Regions from separate parts of the Ovis aries genome. Here region 1 is linked to region 2. A link is a contact called in public Hi-C data. All regions are on one chromosome and are shown on one strand. The core of a region is the stretch at or near the end of the contact, and the rest is flanking DNA. Distances in the headings are between cores, read along the strand shown.

What was found. A called contact is a pair of places that touch in the nucleus more often than the background predicts.
Region 1: a contact with region 2 is called in a Hi-C map of tail adipose tissue, with 3 times the contacts expected there. The contact joins the promoter of FAM43A here to the enhancer-like site in region 2. A contact is called at or near these places in 2 of 16 Hi-C or Micro-C datasets (muscle and tail adipose tissue).

The regions. Positions count from the first base shown.
Region 1 is chr1:193,685,649-193,691,506 of ARS-UI_Ramb_v3.0, reverse strand. FAM43A (family with sequence similarity 43 member A) reads left to right here and starts at 3,532. Exons shown (of 1, transcript XM_012108037.4): 1 at 3,532-5,858. The coding sequence starts at 4,462. The coding sequence ends at 5,727.
Region 2 is chr1:193,421,391-193,426,907 of ARS-UI_Ramb_v3.0, reverse strand. No RefSeq gene overlaps it. Among named protein-coding and RNA genes, the nearest start is that of FAM43A, 260 kb to the left of the region's middle. Within about 2 kb of position 3,372, at least 29 of the 54 cell types and tissues checked have an H3K27ac peak or open chromatin away from gene starts, as enhancers often do. A contact at or near this core is called in muscle and tail adipose tissue, where this site is marked.

The DNA.
Region 1 (5,858 bases), core at 2,283-4,782, 260 kb before region 2:
CATCAGGGTGTTTTCCAATGAGTTGGCTTTTCGAATCAGATGGCCAAAGTATTGGAGCCTATCAGCTTCAGCATCAATCCTTCATTAGAATATTCAGGGTTGATTTCCTTTAGGATTGACTGGTTTGATCTCCTTGCAATCCAAGGGACTTTCAAGAGTCTTCTCCAGCACCACAATTTGAAAGTATCAATTCTTCAGCACTCAGCTTTCTTTATGGTCCAATTCTCACATCAGTACATGACTACTGGAAAAACCATAGCTTTGACTATATGGACCTTTGTCGGCAAAGTGACGTCTCTGCTTTTTAATGTGCTGTCTAGGTTTGCCATAGCTTTCCTTCCAATGAGCAAGTGTCTTTTAATTTTCATGATTGCAGTCACCGTCCACAGTGATTTTGGAGCCCAAGAAAATAAAATCTGTCACTGCTTCTACTTTTTCCCGTTCTATTTGCCATAAAGTGATGGGACTGGATGCCATGATCTTAGTTTTCAAATGTTGAGTTTTAAGGCAGTTTTTTCACTCTCCTCTTTCGTCCTCATCAAGAGGCTCTTTAGTTCCTCTCTGCTTTCTGCCATCAATGTGGTATCATCTGTATATCTGAAGATGATATTTCTCCTGGCAATCTTGATTCCAGCTTGTGCTTCTTCCAGCCCAATGTTTCTCATGATGTACTCTGCATAGAAGTTAAATAAGCGGGGTGACAATATACAGCCTTGTCGTAATCCTTGGACCTCTGAGTAATTTGGAAATGTTAACTGCTTGGACATGATGTCTGCTTTTGTAGAGTCTAGACTTTGAGATATGGACTAGCTAAAGGTCACTTAAGTCGCTCAGTCATGTCTGACTCTTTGCGACCCCATGGACTGTAGCCCACCAGGCTCCTTCGTCCATGGGATTCTCCAGGCAAGGATACTGGAGTGGGTTGCCATTTCCTTCTCCAGTGGATCTTCCCGACCCAGGGATCGAACCCAGGTCTCCCGTTAGAGGCAGACGCTTTAACCTCTGAGCCACCAGGGAAGCACAAGTTAATTTGGTGTGTTTTTTCTAGGATTTTTTTTGTTTGGACCACTTACTCTCTCTACTTCATTGCCACTATAAGATATTCCTGAAATGCAAGCAGAAGAGGAATTAACCTTGGTTTAAGTGGCTTATTACAGTCCTAACCAGCTCCTTCCAACATCTTGCCTCCATTAACCTATCAGTGCAGTTGAGGGTTAAGTCATTATAGCTCTGATCTAATGACATTCTGGGCCCAGCCAGCCATGAAAAGGCCATTCCTTCTCTTAGAGACTAGGAGAGCCCAGAAAGCATGATCAGGAGAATTCCTTGTTTGATCAGGAAATTTTCCTCTTTCACTCAAAGAAACTATTTAATTTATTTTGTTTTGGCTGCCCTGGGTCTTTGCTGCTGGATGCAGGCTTTCTCTAGTTGCGGAGAGCAGGGCCTGTTCTGTGGTTGCGGTGTGATCTTCTCGTTGCCAGGGCTTCTCTTGTTGCAGAGCACAGGCTGAAGGGCACGTGGGCCTCGTTAGTTGTGGTACATGGGCTTAGTTGTCCCATGGCGTGTAGAATCTTCCTAGGCAAGGGGTGGAACCCACGTCCCCTGCATTGGCAGGTGGACTCTTAACCACTGAACCACCAGGAGAGTTCTCCCGTTTCATTGTTATTAAATGCCAGCCTCAACTGCACATGTGCATTTTTATGTTCTATGTTTGCTATATCTGGAAAGCCCTTTAACTCTTTCCGGCTTGGGGATGTCTCATTCATTCTAAACATAACCACCTCTGTGGAACCTTCTTTGATTTTCCTAGTCACAAAGACTCTTTTCTTCTCCAGCTTCTCAGAGTACTCTGGGATCTTCGCAGGGCATTTGATCCACTCCGTCTTCTTGTTTACATGCATGTTCCATTCATTCATTCAACAATTAAGTGGTGCCAGGCACTGAGGCAGACAGGGTGCTCTCATAGAATTTACGTTCCAGCAGAAGCCCAGAGTTGGGTGAAGTTTATATCCTTCACTGGACTGGGAGTTTCTTGAAGACAGGAATTAGGTCTGTAAGATCCCAGTTCAGGGCCTGGTACCAAAAGGTACTCAGGAAAGTTAGTTAAACTGAAATTCAGTACCCATGACTCTAGCAAATTGAGTCGTGGCTCAGCTGGTAAAGAATCTGCCTGCAATGCGGGAGACCTGGGTTCGATCCCTGGGTTGGGAAGATCCCTGGAGAAGGAAAAGGCTACCGACTCCAGTATTCTGGCCTGGAGAATTCCATGGACATACAGTGAGTGCATGAGGTCGCAAAGAGTTGGACACAACTGAGTGAATTTCACTTACTTTCAAAGAAAGGTTAAAAGTTAGCAAAAATAGAGGGCCAGAGAATCCCCAGGAGGGATTATGGTTGTACTGAGATCAGGACCTGGCACGGAAGCCAGAAACATCCAGATCCCCAGAAGCCTGGGCCTGGAGAGTGGGAGGGTCTATTGTTCTCCTGTGGGATGAATTTGGGTGTTCCATGCAGGGTTATCAGGACAATTATTACACATTCCCGCTACAAGGGGTTTTGCTTTGAGTGAGTAGACCGTAGAGGAAAGCTGGGCCCAGAAATGAGTTACTAACCAAGGGTCAAGCCAGCCAGATGATTAAAGCGACAGTGTCAAGCTGGCACAAGAGAATGATTAATGTTAATCATTCTCATGGAGGGTGGGTGGGCATTATTTGAAACAAATAAAAGTCATTTGAATTTTTACTAGGAATTTTCATTCATAATGTGATAGTGATGTAATAAAACTAAATGACTGGCAAGCCAAAGTAAACTGAGTTCTTCACCCCACACCAGGTTTATTTAGAAACTGTATATATCTCAGAAAAGTGCTCTCCCGCTTAGGCCCTGACAGAAGGCAGGGCCACTGCTGGGAGTTAGGAGCTTATTTATCAAATACATACTTTAGTGTTCACTCCAACCATCTTATTACCACTCATCTCTCTTTTCACTATCTGCTCTTCACCTGTGGAGAAAGGGCTCCAAGAAAGTGAAAGATGTTTTCTCTGCCCTTCTTTATTTTCTTTGAAAGAATAAAATTCTGCGGAAAAAAATAGCACCCAGTCATTCTCAGAAAGCTCTCACACACAGAAAGAATTACTATTTCCCCAACCTTTTTTGCATATTAGAGTGTAAATCCCACCTTCCACCGCCTCCCCCAGAAGTTTCGATGGAGACATACATTTATTTAGTGAGTTGCAATTCAGCCTGGGGGTGGAGTGTCAGAATTCAAGTTGCTTTTCCTGCGGGGTAACCCCAGGTCTTGGAGATTTCTGTAGATATAGGGGATATTGGTAAATTTGGGATGAAATTGCCAGACTGGAGCGGTCTCCCCTTTCCCCCAACCAATGGCTGCAACCAGATCCCTTTAAGAGATTGGCAAACCGCGAGGCGTCCAAGCCTGAAACAGATCCTTGTCTCTGCTCCTCCCCTGTCCCCGCGCGGCGAATGGTTTGTGCCGGCCTATATTTACCCGAGATCTTCCTCTCGGACGGCAAGGATGTGAGGCTGGCGAGGCAGCTACCGCTCGTAGCACCGGAGAGGGCGCGCTGCAAAGGCTGGCAGCCGAGCCAGGGTATCCCGGGAGCCGAGTCAGACACCCTCCGGAGAAAAGAAATGAGGTAGCGACCGTCCCGGGAGCCGACCATGCGCACGCCTGGCCCTCGGAGCCCCGCGCTGCCCCCGCCGAGCCAGCCCTAACAGTGAGCCGCGGAGCCCAAGTCCTCGGCGTCCTGCCTGTGGGAAGATGCAGTGAGCCACGGGGGGATTGCTGCGCGGGGCCCGCCGCGGCCATCCGGACCCACCATCCGAGCGCACTTGGAGCAAGCAACTGCTTCTGGGACCCGCTCAACCAAGGGGCTCTCTGCCTCCAGCACCCCTTGGAGGTGGGGAGTAGCGACCCCTGGGTACACTCGCGGTTGAGTTTCCGCGGTTTCTGGCCCTAGCGACTGTGTGTGTGTGTGAGAGGGGGGCCCTTATTCACCTTCGCCGAGGAGTTCCTGCGTATTCTCGCACCACCCCGGCTGCTTTTTCTGGGGGCTTTTTCATTTATTTGCACGCGCACATCTCTTTTTTTCTAAAGACGTTTTCCGCCCCACTCTTGTGCTGTCTTTCTCTCATTTTGCCTGCTTAAGACTCTGCCCTGATCCTGCTCAGGCTGGGGTAAATCTGTGTGCTCCTTCCCTCCTCCCCCTTGCAGTTAAATCTTAAAAAAAAAAAGAAAGAAATTCGACCCCTACCTCTTTTGCTGGGTTTTCGAGCCTTATACACCCCCATTCCCCCGCCCCCACTCCTGATTGGGCCACTCCCAGCAGTTTTATTTTTCGGTCTTGCCCGGGCCGAGCCCGGCCGGGGCGGGTGGCTCAGCCGGGCTCTCAACCGGCGCTCCGCCGCCGCCGCCCAGCTGCGCGGGGGCACCCTCCGGAGATGCTGCCGTGGAAGAAGCACAAGTTCGAGCTGCTGGCCGAGGCGCCGCCACGGCAGGCGTCCAAGCCCAAGGGCTACGCGGTGAGCCTGCACTACTCGGCGCTCAGCTCGCTAGCGAGGGCGTGCCCCGAAGGCGCGCTCAGCCGGGTGGGCAGCATGTTCCGCTCCAAGCGCAAGAAACTGCACATCACCAGCGAGGACCCCACTTATACTGTGCTCTACCTGGGCAATGCCACCACCATCCAGGCGCGCGGCGACGGCTGCACCGACCTAGCGGTGGGCAAGATCTGGAGCAAGAGCGAGGCGGGCCGTCAGGGCACCAAGATGAAGCTGACTGTGAGTGCGCAGGGTATCCGCATGGTGCACGCCGAGGAGCGCGCGCTGCGGCGTCCTGGCCACCTGTACCTGCTGCACCGCGTTACCTACTGTGTGGCGGACGCGCGACTGCCCAAGGTCTTCGCCTGGGTGTACCGGCACGAGCTCAAGCACAAGGCGGTCATGCTGCGCTGTCACGCGGTACTCGTGTCGAAGCCCGAGAAGGCGCAGGCCATGGCCCTGCTGCTCTACCAGACGTCGGCCAATGCTCTGGCGGAATTTAAACGGCTCAAGCGGCGGGACGATGCGCGTCACCAGCAGCAGGAGCTGGTTGGCGCTCACACCATCCCGCTAGTGCCGCTGCGCAAGCTGCTCCTGCACGGACCCTGCTGCTACAAACCGCCGGTGGAGCGCAGCCGAAGTGCGCCCAAGCTCGGCTCCATCACCGAGGACCTGCTCGGCGAACAGCAGGAGCAGGAGCTGCAGGAGGAAGAGGAAGAGGAGCACGCGGAGGGTTGCCCCGAGGAGGAGGACCGAGCTGGGGAGGGAGAGCCGGCAGAGCCAGAGGCCGAAGCGAAGCGGGCGCTGGTGGTGGCCATGCACTTCGAATGCGGGGACTTGCTGGACACGCTGGAGAGTGGCCACGAGGAGGCGCTAGGGGGCGGCGGGGTCTCGCCGGGCCTTGAGGCTGGGTCGCCTCTGCTGCTGGGCAACACCTCCGACATGAGGGCCGAGCTTTCGCAGCTTATTAACGACCTGGGCGAGCTCAGCTTTGGCAACGACGTGCGCAGCCTGCAGGCGGACTTGCGGGTGACGCGCCTGCTGTCGGGCGAGAGCACGGGTAGCGAGAGCTCCATTGAAGGAGGGGGCCCGGATGCCAACACTGCCACCGCCGGGGACCCATCCGGCCCTGCGGACTGCGCCAGCCCAGACGAGCCCCACTCGGGCTGAGCTCCCAGCAATGTCCTGTGCGCACCCCTGGCGCCCGATCGTGACCCCGACGCGTCTCTCCACCACTTCCTTACCTCCCGACCTGGCCCAGGAAAGGGGAAATGGGACACTTGAGGCCCAGACCCTCCCTC
Region 2 (5,517 bases), core at 2,123-4,622:
AAATGTCAAAGGTCTAATACTCATCTTTTCGAGGATGTGAGGGAATAGGAACATATATGCTCCATGTTAAGGGACAAATTAGCAAGGCTACTTGGAGGACAGCTCTGCAGTTTTTATTTAAATTGAAAAATACACATATTATATGACAGATCCCCCAAACCCGAGTAAAAAAAAAAAAAGGAGCTAGAAAGATGTATAAAATCAATATAATTTATTTATATTGTTACAAATTTTTTAAAATAAGACATTACATTGCTTATGGGCACATACATATGTTAGAAACATTTTTGAGGTGGACAAGAAGGAACCTATCAAATTTACGACAAAAATTTCCTCAGGAAGGAAAAGGAAGGAAATAAGATTGGATAAAAGTGAGAGTCCATTTCATCAGAGGTTTTTCTCCTTAAATCTACCTGTTGGAGTAGCCTGAGACTGGGGCTTCCAATTTGGCATGACTAGCTCCTTTCGCTTCTCTGACCCGCTTTTCCCATTCTTCCTAGTTCCTCTTGGGAGAACTTCCCTAATAAACCTGGTGCACACGAAGCCTCAGCCAGGGTCTGCTTATAGGGAGCCTGTCCTAGGACAGTGACCAGTGACTTCAAAGTCTCTCCCCCACACTCTAGTCTTTCCCTCTTCGTTAAACTGAAAAGTGGCCCCCCAAAGATCATAATCCCTGGAACTTGTGAATGTTACTTATGTGAGTAAAAAAGAAAAGATTCTTTGCAGATGTGACTAAACTGAGGTTCACCTCCACTGAATCACATCCCTCTTTATAAGTGGGAGGCAAAGGGAGTTTTGACCACACACATATGGAGAAGGCCAGGCAAAGACAGATCATGTAGAGAGATGTGAAGAGGCCAGCCTCGAAGACTGGAATGAGGGAGCCACAAACCAAGGAATGCTGGCAGCCAAGGAAAAGTCAAGGAGCAGATTCTTTCCTAGAGCCTCCAGAGGGGAGCACGGCCCTGCTGACACCTTGATTTCGGACCTGTACATCAGAACTGTGACTGGGTGTTGAAAGCCACACAGTTTATTGTAAGTTGTTACAGCAGCCACAGGAAATGTACTACTACTAATAAAAACTATACTTCATCACTGCTTATCAAGTACCAGGCCCTGTGCTTAAACTTCTCACCCTAATTATCTAATTTAAGCTTCATATAACTTTCCGGGATAGTTAATTTACAGATGAGAAAACTGAGGCTTCAAGAGGAGAACTGACTTGCCCCGGGTGACATGAAGTCAGGATTCAGACACGAGCAGGCTGACTCCTGAGTCATCACTCATTACAGGTACTATGCCCCATCTTTCAAGTTGAGGGGGCCCAGCAGGGATGATTATTAAGCAGGGAAGGAAAGGCACGTCCACCCCCTACTTTGTGTCTGGACCGCAGGAACAAGGTCAGCAGCCTGGATTCAGAAGCCTCTCCACCCACCAGCCCCACTGCCCAGTTGCAAAGAAGGGCCCTCCAGAGAGTGGCCAATCAGCAAACCTGTCCACCAGCATTAAGCATCGCAGGTAGACACACAGCCAAGCAGATGGAGGGAGACATGCTGACCGTGCTGAGGGACTGCTCTGGAAAATGTCGGTCTCCATCCCAGCCCCAGTGTTTCAAGTCGCCAGGCACTGGAATCTTCCCCAAGAGTGGCTCATTCCAAAAAAGAAAAGAGAGGAAAAGCACAGCCCGAACCATTCCTCATCTGGGGGCTGCATTCAACAAAGGAAACTGCAGTTCTTAAGGAAGCAGGTGCTCTCTGGCTGGGATGACGCCAAGCAGATCCCGGAAGCCCCATCAGTCCTCAGGAGCAGTTAGCCTCCCTTTGGGACACCTGGTTCATTGCTGATCTCTCCCTTGGCTGAGAAAGACGGCTCTGTACTATGATCTCCTCCACCTGCCTGCCAGGGTCCCTCTCTGGGAAATGTCAAGTCTGCCACCACTTATGCCCCTTCCTCAGCTCACAGCCATACCTAGGCCACACTGCCACGGCAGGCCCTCCTAACACTCATCTAGCCTTGACTGTGGTCTCCAGACACCACTACCCCCATATCCTCTGGGCACAATACCACCAGAGAAAAATTAGACACAGCCTCTACCTTGAAAGAACTCAAGATTAGTGAGGGAGATAAACTTGTACACAGAAACCTTAGTAGAGGCCAGGCGTGATAAGGGCTATAATGGAGCTAAAGCTACCATTTATTATGGGAGTGTTTTCTCTGTATGGAGCACTGGCCCATTCCCATTTCCCACATGGCCCTGTCAAGTCTTTGAGGGTCCTTTACCCCCATGGGGCCTGTCCCCTTGCTGTCCTTCCCTACAGCAGCTGGAGGCTAGGAGGCTCAGGTCTTCACCTGAAAAGTCTGGCTCACATGTTCAGCGGATCTGGAATTCACTGGGAGCCAGGAGATGGTTCTCACCTGTCCTGCTTCCTCAGGGTTGATGCAGAGCCCCCTTTCCACCTCAGCTTCTCCCATCTCCTCACCATGGGGCCCTGCTTCATCCTGTAGAGATCCCAGGACCCCTGCCCAGCAAGTCCCAGTTGTCTTGGATATTTGCTTTTCTCTCAGTTAAACAGATCTCTGTCTTGCTGATACTGACTGCATCTCAAAGCCTAACTATGATGCTGAATTATCACTCCTTTTAAGAACAGGGATAGGGGAGGGGAACTGGAGGAAGGGGAGATATACATGGATGGAGAGGACCAAGACTTTCCTCTTGCTTCTTGGTGCTGAGAATAAAAGACTGAAGGGGGAGTTCTGGGGAAACTGGGGCTCAGAATGGTCCAATAACCTGCCCAAACTCACATATCTAACTCATGGTGAGGCGGGGACCCTACTTCTGACTTTATCAGAAAGTAGGTGAGAATGAGAAATTGGTGGGGCGGGGGTGGGTGGGAGAGGTGGGCTCATCAACCAGGCTGGGCAGAGCCTACCCCAAGCTGCTCACGGTGGGGGTTTAACTCACTCCCTCCCTGGTCCATGCAGGACTCCAGCAAGAACCTAGAATCACACCCCAGGGGAAGACAGGCAGGAACTCTAAAGGCTGAGCAGGGCGGGCTGCAGAGTTGCCCCAGGACCCACTTACCCTGGCCTCCTGCCATACACTTACTAGGGCCAGCTCAGCCCAGGCAGGGTTCCAGGCCCTGAGAAGGACACAGATACATCAGACATGCCCCTGACCTCTAGGAGTTCACAGCCTCCTGAGGGACACAGATTGCTACTCTGGAAGCCACACCACCCAGAAAGCCTGCAGTAAGACACCGGGGTCAGTTGTCAAGTCACTGTTCTGGGCCCGAGCCAGGATTCCATGCCCTCCCTCACATGGCTTTGCCGGCTAGCGCTGTGTAAGCTATGGCGATAGGGGGCGCAAGAAGGCCCCTACGGGCTGGAGGCGGAGAGCCGGCTTACTCTTTCCTGTTTGTTCCCCGTCTGCTTCCTGCAGGCTTCCTGTTTCCGTGAACACCATCCCACCGCTATTCTTCCCCCGGCCCCAGCCAAGGCCAAACTGGAACAGCAGCTGACTCCAGTTTGCAGCTTTTCCAGCTCCTGCAGAACCCGTTTCACCCCACCCTGACCGCCAAGAGACAATGTTAACAGCCAGCTGGCGCCCCTACTGGGAAGGTCTGGTTCCAGGCACGCGGCCCTCCTTCCTCCCAAGTATGAGTTCCAGCTCTGCAGAGCTCCTCCTCTGTGCTTTGCTCCTTCAGCCAGGGGAATGGTGGCTGATTCCTGAAGTTGCCACCACTGTCGTCCTTGGGGGGCGGGGGGGGGTCTCCTTTTTCAGTTATCTAGTTAATTTTATACCCAACGGTTCTGTCTGTCAAGTTCTTTCTGTTCTTGTTACAGTATGTGTGTGTGTGTGTGTGTGTGTGTGTGTGTGCCCTGCTCAGTCATGTCCCGGCTCTTTGTGACCTCATGGACTGTAGCCTATCAGGTTCCTCTGTCCATGGAATTTTCCAGGCAACAGTACTGGAGTGGATTGCCCATTTCCTCCTCCAGGGAAACTCCGGGACTCAGGGATCATACGTGCATCCCTTACAGTCTCCTGCATTGGCAGGGGGATTCTTTACCATTGCTCAACCTGGATAGTGGGTTTCTGTTGTTTTGATCTCTCACAATATTCCTCTGACCTCACTCTGATAACAATATCCCCTCATTTACGAAAATGCTACACACACACACAGACACACACACACAGACACACAGACACACACACACCACCACCACCACCACCACCACCACCACCACCACTACCACCACCACCACCACTACCACCACCACCCCCAACCCCACCCCACCCCCTTGTTCCATGGGATTTGACTGCCAGTGGCTACAACCCTGCTGCCCTAACCTGGCCTGGATATGGTGTAGGTCCCAGAGGTGGATATGTGGCCTAAGCCAGCCAATTAGAGCCTCTCCTGAGACTTGTGTACACTGAAGTTCTTTCTTTTAGGGCCACTAACAGGAGTGGTTTCAGCTGGGTTGTCTGCAGCCATGCAGACTCCTCTCCCCCGACTCCCATGCCAAATATTTCTATTTGTAATAGAAAAAATAAAAAAGAAGACAAATTACAAAGAGAGAAAAGTGATTGGGCACTGAAGGATATCAGCCCTGCGATTTCTTTGGTGGGAATGATGCTGAAGTTGAAACTCCAGTACTTTGGCCACCTCATGCGAAGAGTTGACTCATTGGAAAAGACTCTGATGCTAGGAGGGATTGGGGGCAGGAGGAGAAGGGAACGACATAGGATGAGATGGCTGGATGGCATCACGGACTCGATGGACATGAGTCTGAGTGAACTCCAGGAGTTGGTGATGGACAGGGAGGCCTGGCGTGCTGCAGTTCACAGGGTTGCAAAGAGTTGGACACGACGGAGCGACTGAACTGAACTGAACTGTTGAAAGAAAGCTGACATCATTGAGCCTGCAATCCAGACACCTAATGTCCATTTTACCCCTGTCTTTCCCAGTTTCCTGAGTCCAAAATTCCACTTCGTATTAAAGCAAGTGTGAGTTGGGTTTCTGTCACGTTCTACTGAAAGAGCCCTGACTAATATGGCTGAGGAAAAACTCCTCAGAAGTGAGTTGTCTAGAATCAGGGTGAGTCAGGACCTTGTCTGGTGGGATTCCTCACCAGGTATAGCAAACCCTGTGCAACATCTCCACCACACAACAGCCCCGAAGACACCAGAAGACAGCTTGCCTGTCCCTCTGGACAGAAGCAAAGAAGCTCAGGAGAATAAAACTAACCAGAGCACAAAAAGTTCTAATGGAGATTCCGTTTATGAAGTGCCTAGTTGTTTAGTCAACCATAGCTGAGCCAGGACCCAGCTGAAGAAGCAAAATCTAAGAGGAATTTAGGCAACGAAAGAGTCAAGAGTACAGTCCAACTTCCACCCTAAGGTCCTGAGCATAATTCTGCACTATACTGTTTTTCTCCCTCCCAGATTTGTGGAAAAAATATGTAGACAATATGTGTAGTGTAATTCTATGGTTAAATAAGTATTCCTTCTTTCTGTTC